Linked DNA regions of Mus musculus: region 2 is linked to region 1. A link is a contact called in public HiChIP or PLAC-seq data. All regions are on one chromosome and are shown on one strand. The core of a region is the stretch at or near the end of the contact, and the rest is flanking DNA. Distances in the headings are between cores, read along the strand shown. Region 1 has its middle 69 kb from the start of Gm14062. Region 2 has its middle 63 kb from the start of Gm14062.

Region 1 (4,506 bases), core at 680-3,179:
TTTCCCAATTTCTTAAATAACAACCTTGATTCTTTTTTGTTGGACACTATTCTTGTACTAAGACAAATGTAATCTGTTTTTCCTGTAATAAAGGTGAAGGTACTACTATATTCCATTCTATCTAAACCAAAGCCCTTAAATGCCCCTTCCCATGTTAAAGCTGAGCCATCACTATAACATAAAGATAGAGGTCTTCTCCTCTAGCACTGAACAGTCCCAGTCCTTTTTCAAATGTTCAGTGCCTGAAAGTGCCTAGAGGGTGATGCACTCAAAACCATTGCCAATGCAGAAGGTCCTAATGCAGGTGACTTAGGAAATGTCTATAGTGTCATGCCAAGCCCAAGACATCAATGATAAAACCAAACAGTCAGGAAAGAGAGACTCTAAAAGAAACAGTTGATTCATACAATAAAATCATAATTGTAGGAGCTGTAAATTCATGTAGCAACTTTGGGAATTCATTTCATGTTTTGGCAATTAGTTTATTATTCAATAAATAAAAGGATTAGGACCATTGGACTTCTCTATTTTTATGTATATATGAGACCTTTTGTGGTACAGGTCCTCAGGCGGCAGGTGGCATTCCTAACCAAGTCTCCTGCAGTACCTTGAGGTCAATGCTTAAGGTCTGTAGACTGTTCTTTGAGATGAATGAATGAATGAGTGAATGAATGAATGAAAATAAAAATGGCATTAGCAGAGAGTCACGAAATTTTGGTTTGAAAAGGAACCTTAGAAATTCTATATGCAAATACTACCACTCAAGTATGACCTACCTCTTGACTCTTCAAGGATTGGAGAAAGCTCCCATTCATATTTTTAAAGAGACATGGGCACTCACAGGTCCGTATGAATTTAATAATCCTTTAAGTTGTTCTATAAAACCATAAATAAGTCTTCAGAAAACTTCTAGCTTTGTATGGAAAGCCTTGATCATTACCTAGTGGGCTGCGATGAAGTAAAGGGGTTTTTCATCTCATATGTTTTACTCAATGAAGATAGATCCATCTTCATGTTTGTGGAAACTGCCTACTGCTATTATCATCATGGTTAATTCTAGACATCAAAATATAGCTATTTCTAAGAAGTAATATTACTATATGAGGCTGAAAAAAAAGCAAAAAAACCAAATCACACTGAGTAGGAAGATTCTATTTTTTTCTCTGTGTGCGGTGTCCTGTGTGTGTGTGTGTGTGTGTGTGTGTGTGTGTGTGTGTGTATGCACATGCATGTGTGTATGTATGCACACATGTGTATGTGTATGGGGTCTGGTAAAAAATATATTGTATGCAGATACATACAATATATGCCATAATATAGTGTGCCTATTGTATATAATGTTCTGTAACACAATGCTCCATTGCCTATTCCCGTTTTCCCCCACAGTGCTTTTCAGTCTGAGACTCATAGATTAGTCTTGAATTTAAGATTTGCTGCTTCTCATGAGCCAAACTCGGAGTGCTTCAGTGAGCAGAGCCATGCAGAAGTATGTTTGTTACAATCAGAACCATTCAATTCCTCCTAAATGGGTGGGCCTGTTTTTTTGCATTTGCAACTTGGATTTTAAGGCTGGGAATACCGGAGCTGAGGAAGCTGAAGTACAAAGGAAGGGAATAAAAGGGCCAAGGACTAAAACCAACAGGGGCAGGCAATTGCAAGGTATATTAATGCATCCTGTGCAGAAATAGGGATTTATTACACTTGCAAGGGGTTTGTGTGTGTGTGTGTGTGTGTGTGTGTGTGTGTGTGTGTGTGTGCGCGCGCGCGCGCGTGCGAGTGCTTGTGCTCGTGCATGCACCCGCTGTATGAAAGGTAGAAAAGAGCTGACATTTGTTAGTCTCAATTGAGTAAGTGCAGTTGTAAAGAATAAAGGGAGCTTTTAGAAAGTGGGCAGCTGTGGCAGAGCCTGAAGCCATGGTACTTGATACTGCAATATACTCTCTCAGTGATGCTGGGCAGCTTTTGAGAGCAGCAAGCAAGCCATTCAGGGATGAGAACAATAGCAAATGTCAAGATTGAAAGAAAGAATCCACCCTTTAAAAGACTGTTGAATGACAAGTAGGCCAGATCAAAGAGAGAAACTTATCAAGTATTTATAATTATAATGCTAATGGAGATCAATAATCATAAAAGAAAACTCTAATAAAAATACAGAAAAGGACAAAACTACCCAATGACTCAAACACTCACCATTTCCCCCATTCTGCTTTTTTTGTGTGTGTGTGTATTTATTTCATTGCTCAATCATTGAAAAGGACATTTCTGGAACAAGCTTCAGTGTCTTTGCTTTGGAAATTATACAGTGGAAACCATGCTAGAGAAGCACAAAATAGGACTCACGAACAGTGTGCTGTAAGGCAAGCCACAGAACCTGTATCTTAGCAGGAGATTTTGTGATCAATGGGAAGTATTTAAGGAGGGGCAAAATTCTGAGGACACATCCATCACCTACTGCTACAGTCCTTCCACCATTCTTGTATCAGTTCTGTGCCCTACACATACACGGATATGCAAAGCTTCCTTCTAGCAGCTTGAGAGGTAAGACTTGAAGGGAAAACCCTGCTTTTGAAAACTTGCTTGGGCTTGCTGAACACCATGGTGGTTTAGAAGCCCAGGAAGAAATTTCGAAATCCGTCATTGCAAAATCACTTTTGCAATAAGTAATGAATAAAAACTGAAGGAAAATCTCTTTCCTCCCCAAAGTGAAACTGTACAACTTAACTTGTCTAAACAGCTCCTCATAACAGAAGTTTAAAGGCTCCATAAACCAAAGTGCTTCCCACGGCCAAGGCCAGAACCTCCAGCCATCACTGATTGATTGGTTCATTCAGTCAGATCTGTTATGATAGAGTTCATGGAAAGCACAGCCCTGGACATCACTGAAAAAGCAAGAATGTATGACAGCTTCCCCATGACCCTCAGGGGTCAGCAGAGATGTCTCCCATCACAAAACCATTATGTCACCTTGATAGAGCCCAACATACTGTTTATAAAACTTGGGGTCTTTTTCTACCCATTACATTACTGCAAAGAGGTAATCTAACTGTTGCCTCTAGCATCCTCAGCAGTGCTACTTCATGCCTGGTGGTAGGTCAGAAAACTTAGAGAAGCAAAATGAAGATCATATATCCAGCAACCCATCTTGAAAGTGACAATGTCATACACGGAGAAAGATATAAAGAATAAGTGTGAGATCCTTAAAGAAAGTCAGGTATTAAGGGCACTGACTGCCTATATAAACTTCATAAAACTAAAGGTCTTATGGATAGCAAGGGAAACAATCAAGTGAAGAAGAAATGCAAAGAGTGGGAACAATATTTGCCAGCTATATATCTGGTAGCAGATTAATATTTAGAACATATAAAAAACAAGAACAATAATAACCAAGTAATTAAGAAAACAAATGATGCAATTAAAAATGGACTATTAATCGGAACAGATATTTCTTGTAGGGAGTGGGTATCATCTGATAGGAAAAGGAATATGGTCAAAATATATTATATGCTGTGGTCTTTAATCCCAGCACTCAAGAGGCAGTGCCAGGTGGATTTTTGTGAGTTGGAGGCTAGCATGGTATACAAAGTGAGTTCTAGGATAGCCAATGCTGTTACACAGGGAAAACCCTGTTTAAAAACAAACAAACAAACAAACAAACAAACAAAAACAAGCAAAAAATGAAGGCAGTAAAAAGTTTAAAATATTCAAAAATGTTTAACGTTCTCAGTAATTATGGAGATGCGAATTAAAAGGACTTCGAGATTTTTGTCTTGCCCTACTCAGCATGGCTAATGTGGAATAAAAAAGCCATAACTGACAACAAATGCTGATGAGGCCATGGTGAAAGGGAGAGCATCTCTCACTGTTCAGTTGGATGGAAACAAGTTCAGCCACTATAGAAAATCAGTATGAAGAGTTACCAGAAAGCCAAAGTGGATCTGCCATATGACCTTGCTATGTTAGTATACACTCAAAACACGCAGCAACCTCCTCCACCACCACTACCTCAGCCAAGTTCTTTGCTTCTCTATTCACAACTAGGAAATGGAATGACCTAAATATACTCAATAGATTACTATTCAGCTGTATAAAACAGAGTCATGAAATATGTAGGTAACTGCATACAGCTGAAGAATATTAGACTGTGTAAGGTAACTCAAACCCAGAAAGAAAGAAAAAAAAAACTGCATGTTTACTCTTAATTATGGATCCTAGCTCTGAATCTTTGGTTTGGATAATGTGGAGTAACTGCAGAAGCCAGGAATGTAGAAAGAAACCAAAAGGGAAGAGACAGAGAAGAAGAAGAGATAACAGGACATGAGCTCTATGAAGAGAGAAATAGGAAAAACAGTGGAACTTAAATGGGAAGAAGGAATGCGGATAATGAGTAAAAAGTGGGAGAAGGAGAGATAAGTAACTTTGAAGATGTTTGAAAAGTATAAACTTACTTAAAATACTGTGTGGTAGGGGGGCATTTAATGGAGTCACAACATATGGAGTGATAATATG
Region 2 (4,506 bases), core at 1,364-3,863, 130 kb before region 1:
GCCATTCTTGTGTCCCAGTTATCCTCCCAATTATCTCTCTTGATGCCTACTTTCCATTAACATTTAAACACAAAACAACACTGGCAAAATATGTTAGAAACAATATTTAAGTATAGGCTTCAATGGTGAGTATTTGTAGTTTTATTTCAATTCTTAGAATCAAGTCCTGAACACTCTGAACTCTGACAATGCAACACATGGTTAGTACCTTTTAATTTGTGGCAATGTAAAAATTATAGACACTTTGTATATAAAGGGAAGAGAAAACATGAGGCACATCTTTGGAAAAGAAATTTTTATCGATACCGTTCCTTTAAACTTACCTTCTGGTCTGATTTTAAAAGTGAGGCCCAACACTGTCATCACTTAGATTCATTTGATCAGTTACAAAATATTTCAAAGTAATTAAAACATTACAAAATTTTAAAAACACACCAGAACACATACTAGCTACATTTATCACTGCTATGATGAAATACTTGACAAGAAGCAACTGAAGGGAGGAAGGCATTATTTAGGTTGATGGCTTTTGAAGGTACAAATTCACTGTGGCAGAGAAGGCATGGTGGGGCAGGCAGTTTATGCCAGAAGAGAAATTAGATCCCTCTCCTAAGGACCCATTTCCTCAAGCTAGATCCCATCTCATAAATGTTCTTCAACTTCCATTATTGCACGGTTAGCTGTGGCCAAATGTTCCCTGGGTTTTGCTGGTCAGTCAGCCTGCCTCAACTGGGAAGCCCTGGATTCAGTGAGAGATTGGTGAGGACATCTCACCTTTGGCTTCTGCAAACATATCCATGCATACACAAATGAGTGCGCAAGGGCACACACATACACACACACACACACACACACACACACACACACACACAAAAACATGACTTGGAGAAAATTCATTAGTAAGTCCATAGCAGAAATACTTAAGGGTTTGGTGATGTGGTCATTATTTTTCTAAATTTCTTTATGACTCCTCCCCTAAAAATTTGGATATCTCACTAAGAACTGTGTATAAATGTTTACATACAGATGTTTTTGAAGCTACTGTATTCAATTCTCATCTGAACAATGAGAGCCCTGTGGTGTCACCAAGGCCCTCTAAGTTTTAAAAAAGAAAGAATAAACTGTTTTTATAATCTATGGTGAGTTGTATAAAATTTGGATGAGGATCATAATTACAGGTTCATTATTAAGCAAGACTTCCCTGGGGTGATGGAACATATCCCCAGTGATGTGGAGAGGACAAATATAAGTACCGTATTCTTCCCATAGCCTGAGATGCTACCCACATGCAGGATACGACCGCGTGTAGTGGAGCTGAGTTACTGCCACAGCTTAAAGCTTTTGTCTCTGCAACAAAGATAGCCCAGCAGATCCATCCCACTAACCTGAGACTTCAGAATCAAGGAACAGGTAGAGAGAAGCAAGTACTAAGCCCTATTCCTTTATGTTTTGTGATCTACAATTTTATTTGTTCCAATCAGCCACTTTCCAAATTAATAAATGGAAATTTTCAGAAATAAGCAATTTTTTAATTTAGCTTTGTTCATGTAAGTAACTTTTATTGATAGTATTCTGTTATAATTGTTCTTATTAGTTATTGTTTTTAATCTTTTACTGTGTTTCATTTTAAGTTAACCTTTAATTTAGACATGCATGTACAGAATATATATGTATATGTATAAATATATGAAGTATGGGCAATCTACTCTGGGTCATGAGTCCATTCCCTGGCCCCTCTACACACATGTATACACACAGACAGATAAGTGGTGGATTATTGTGGGCTTAGGGAAAGAAAGACTAGAGGCTGTGATGAACATACTCCCTATGACACAGATATGATCAGGTCCGTAAAGCCTGAAGCTCCTGAAGAACAGGCTTAATGAGTGGCAAACTCTTTTTATTCCTGAGAAATTCCAAGAGGCTTTGCATGCTTTCCTTCTGTGCCCTTACCCTCTGAAGCACAAGAATCCCACCTGGGCCTTTGCTGTTTGCTGTAGTTTGCTCCACCCCAGCTGAAGGACAGAGTACTTGAAACCAGAGTCAGCAACCAGACCAAAAGCAAATGGATTTGGTGAGGCAATCCTGCTCCAAAAACCCTCAGTGTATCGGGTTACACCCCTACACCTTCAACCAATTGTACATAGAAAGTAGTTTCAAAAATTTCCCAGCGCATATTCTGACCATTTTGTCATAATTCACTCACCAAAGAGTGCAGTTTAACAATTACATTCACATCAATCATATTTCACATGGTATAAATAATCTAGAATGCTTCAAAGCAGACAGGCCATATGCAAATACAAGGCCATTTTGCTTGCATCAGGGACTTTAGTATCTACGTATTAAAATGTCTGCAGAGAGTCTTGACACAAGTTTCTGTTGGGTGCTGTGGGACAACTGTCATTGTGGTTGTCACGTGACCCTTATCTGCATTTTGGATGACCTCTCTGCCTCCAGGACTGGGGGTTGTCAATCAAGAGTTGCCAAAGTTCTGCCCGAAACACTCTGACTAATCTTTATTAATTCTGTCCCTTCTCTCTAAGGCCCTTCCGGCTGTCTGCATTGACAATCTGTGAGAAGACAGGGACAGCAACAGCCAGGCCACACTGAGAGCTTTCTATGCAAACCACGCAAAAGAAACCTATTTATAACTCCGTGCTAGGGACTCCCTTTTCCTGTCCAAAGCCTGTCACTCTTTGTCCGGTTTCTTGGGCTTTTGTTAGGTCCAGAGAAACTATTTGCATTTGAAGAAAGGGCAACAGGAGGCTCCCTGGCTAGTTTGTAATACAGTCATCTTGGCTATGAATTTTTAAACTCAATCTGATTTCACAATTCCAGCAGATATACATTTGGAGTTTTGTGTTAAATATTTTGGGGTTGCTGAATAGTCACCGGACAGAAAACTCTACCACACTGAAACTGTCATAGCACTCATTCAGAAGAATGAAATTCACAATTAGCATATCAAGGATCAAGTTGTAGTGCCTAGCTACTGGACATCTCCAGATGGTCTCTATAGGTTCTAGTTTCCCTTTGGTGGGCATTTCAGCTACTGACATCCCCTTTGGGTCCTGGGAACCTCTTGCTTCCTGGCATCTGGGACCTTCTGCTGGCTACCCCTGGCTCCCCATCCCTCACTGCTACATATTTCTGTTCAATTTCCTGACCTTCTTACTTCTCTCCTGACTCTTCTCATACATGACCCTCCCTTTTTCCCTCCCTCTCCCCTCTCCCTATCAGGTTCCTCTATCCCTCTATCTCCTGTGATTATTTTGTTCCCTCTTCTAAGTACAATTGAAGCATCCATACTTTGGTCTTCTACTTTCTTAAGCTTCACATGGTCTGTGAGTTGTATGGTGGGGATTCTGAGGTTTTGGGCTAATTATCCACACTTATCAGTGAGTACATACCCATGTGTGTTCTTTTGTGTCTGGGTTACCTCACACAAGATGACTTTTCTAGTTCCATCCATTGGCTTGAAAGTTTCATGAAGCCATTGTTTTTAAAAGCTGAGTAGTATTCCTTTGTGTAAATTTGCCACATTTTCTGTATCCATCATTCCATTGAGGGACATGTGGGTTATTTCCAACTTCCAGCACCCACCCATCTCAGAAAATTTTAGCCCAGAATCATTCCTACCTAATGGAAATGCAGAGACAAAAGAAAAAAAAATGGAGCAGATACTGAGGAAAGGCCATCCATAGACAGCCCCACCTATGTAAGGATCCTTCCCATCTACAAACACCAAACACAGACACTATTGCTGATGCCAACAAGTGCTTGCTGACATGATCCTGGTATAGGTGTCTCCCGAGAGGCTTTACCAGCACCTGACCAAAACAGGTGCAGATACCCACAGCCAACCAGCAGACTGAACCTGGGGACCCCAAGGGAAGAGCTAGGGGAAGGTCTGAGGAGCTGAAGGGGATTGCAAACCCATAGGAAGAATAACAATATCAACTAACCGGACCCCCCAGAGCTCCCAGGGACTAAACCACCAACCAAAGAGTACTCATGGAGGGAATCATAGCTCCAGCTGCATAGGTAGCAGAGGATGGCCTTATCTGGCATCATGGGAGGAGAAGACTTTGGTCCTGTGGAGGCTTGATGCTCCAGTTTAAGAGGATGCTAGAGTAGTGAGGCAGGAATGGGAGTGTGGTGGGGGAGCACCCTCAAAGAGGCAAAGTGAAGGACAGATAGGATGGGGCGGGTTGCAGAGGGGAAACCAGGAAGGGGAACAACATTTGAACTGTAAATGAATAACAATGCTTTTTTAAAGGCTCAAGGTGTAATGAAGCAGGTGCCTAATGTATGAACTCACTGCCTGGGAAATGGCAGGCTTTTCCTTTCTCCTTTTCCGAGAGAAGATTTGATTTACAGGATATAGGTGGATGATACCAAGGTCTTGTAATTACTAGAACTTATAGGGTTTGTTGACTAACAGAGAGAATTCCTAGGAAATATGCCAGAAAACAAATGTTTAGCTCTGTTCATTTAAATTAC

What was found. HiChIP or PLAC-seq counts read pairs in DNA pulled down with a chosen protein or histone mark.
Region 2: a contact with region 1 is called in an H3K27ac HiChIP or PLAC-seq map of oligodendrocyte precursor cells, with 3 times the contacts expected there. The contact joins two enhancer-like sites. A contact is called at or near these places in 3 of 484 Hi-C or Micro-C datasets (the HL-1 cell line, adipose-derived mesenchymal stem cells and uterus) and 1 of 115 datasets of contacts at active chromatin or transcription factors (oligodendrocyte precursor cells).

Annotation. Positions count from the first base shown.
Region 1 is chr2:137,805,919-137,810,424 of GRCm38.p6, reverse strand. No RefSeq gene overlaps it. Among named protein-coding and RNA genes, the nearest start is that of Gm14062, 69 kb to the left of the region's middle. Within about 2 kb of position 1,929, at least 46 of the 459 cell types and tissues checked have an H3K27ac peak or open chromatin away from gene starts, as enhancers often do. A contact at or near this core is called in oligodendrocyte precursor cells, where this site is marked.
Region 2 is chr2:137,937,323-137,941,828 of GRCm38.p6, reverse strand. No RefSeq gene overlaps it. Among named protein-coding and RNA genes, the nearest start is that of Gm14062, 63 kb to the right of the region's middle. Within about 2 kb of position 2,613, at least 17 of the 459 cell types and tissues checked have an H3K27ac peak or open chromatin away from gene starts, as enhancers often do. A contact at or near this core is called in oligodendrocyte precursor cells, where this site is marked.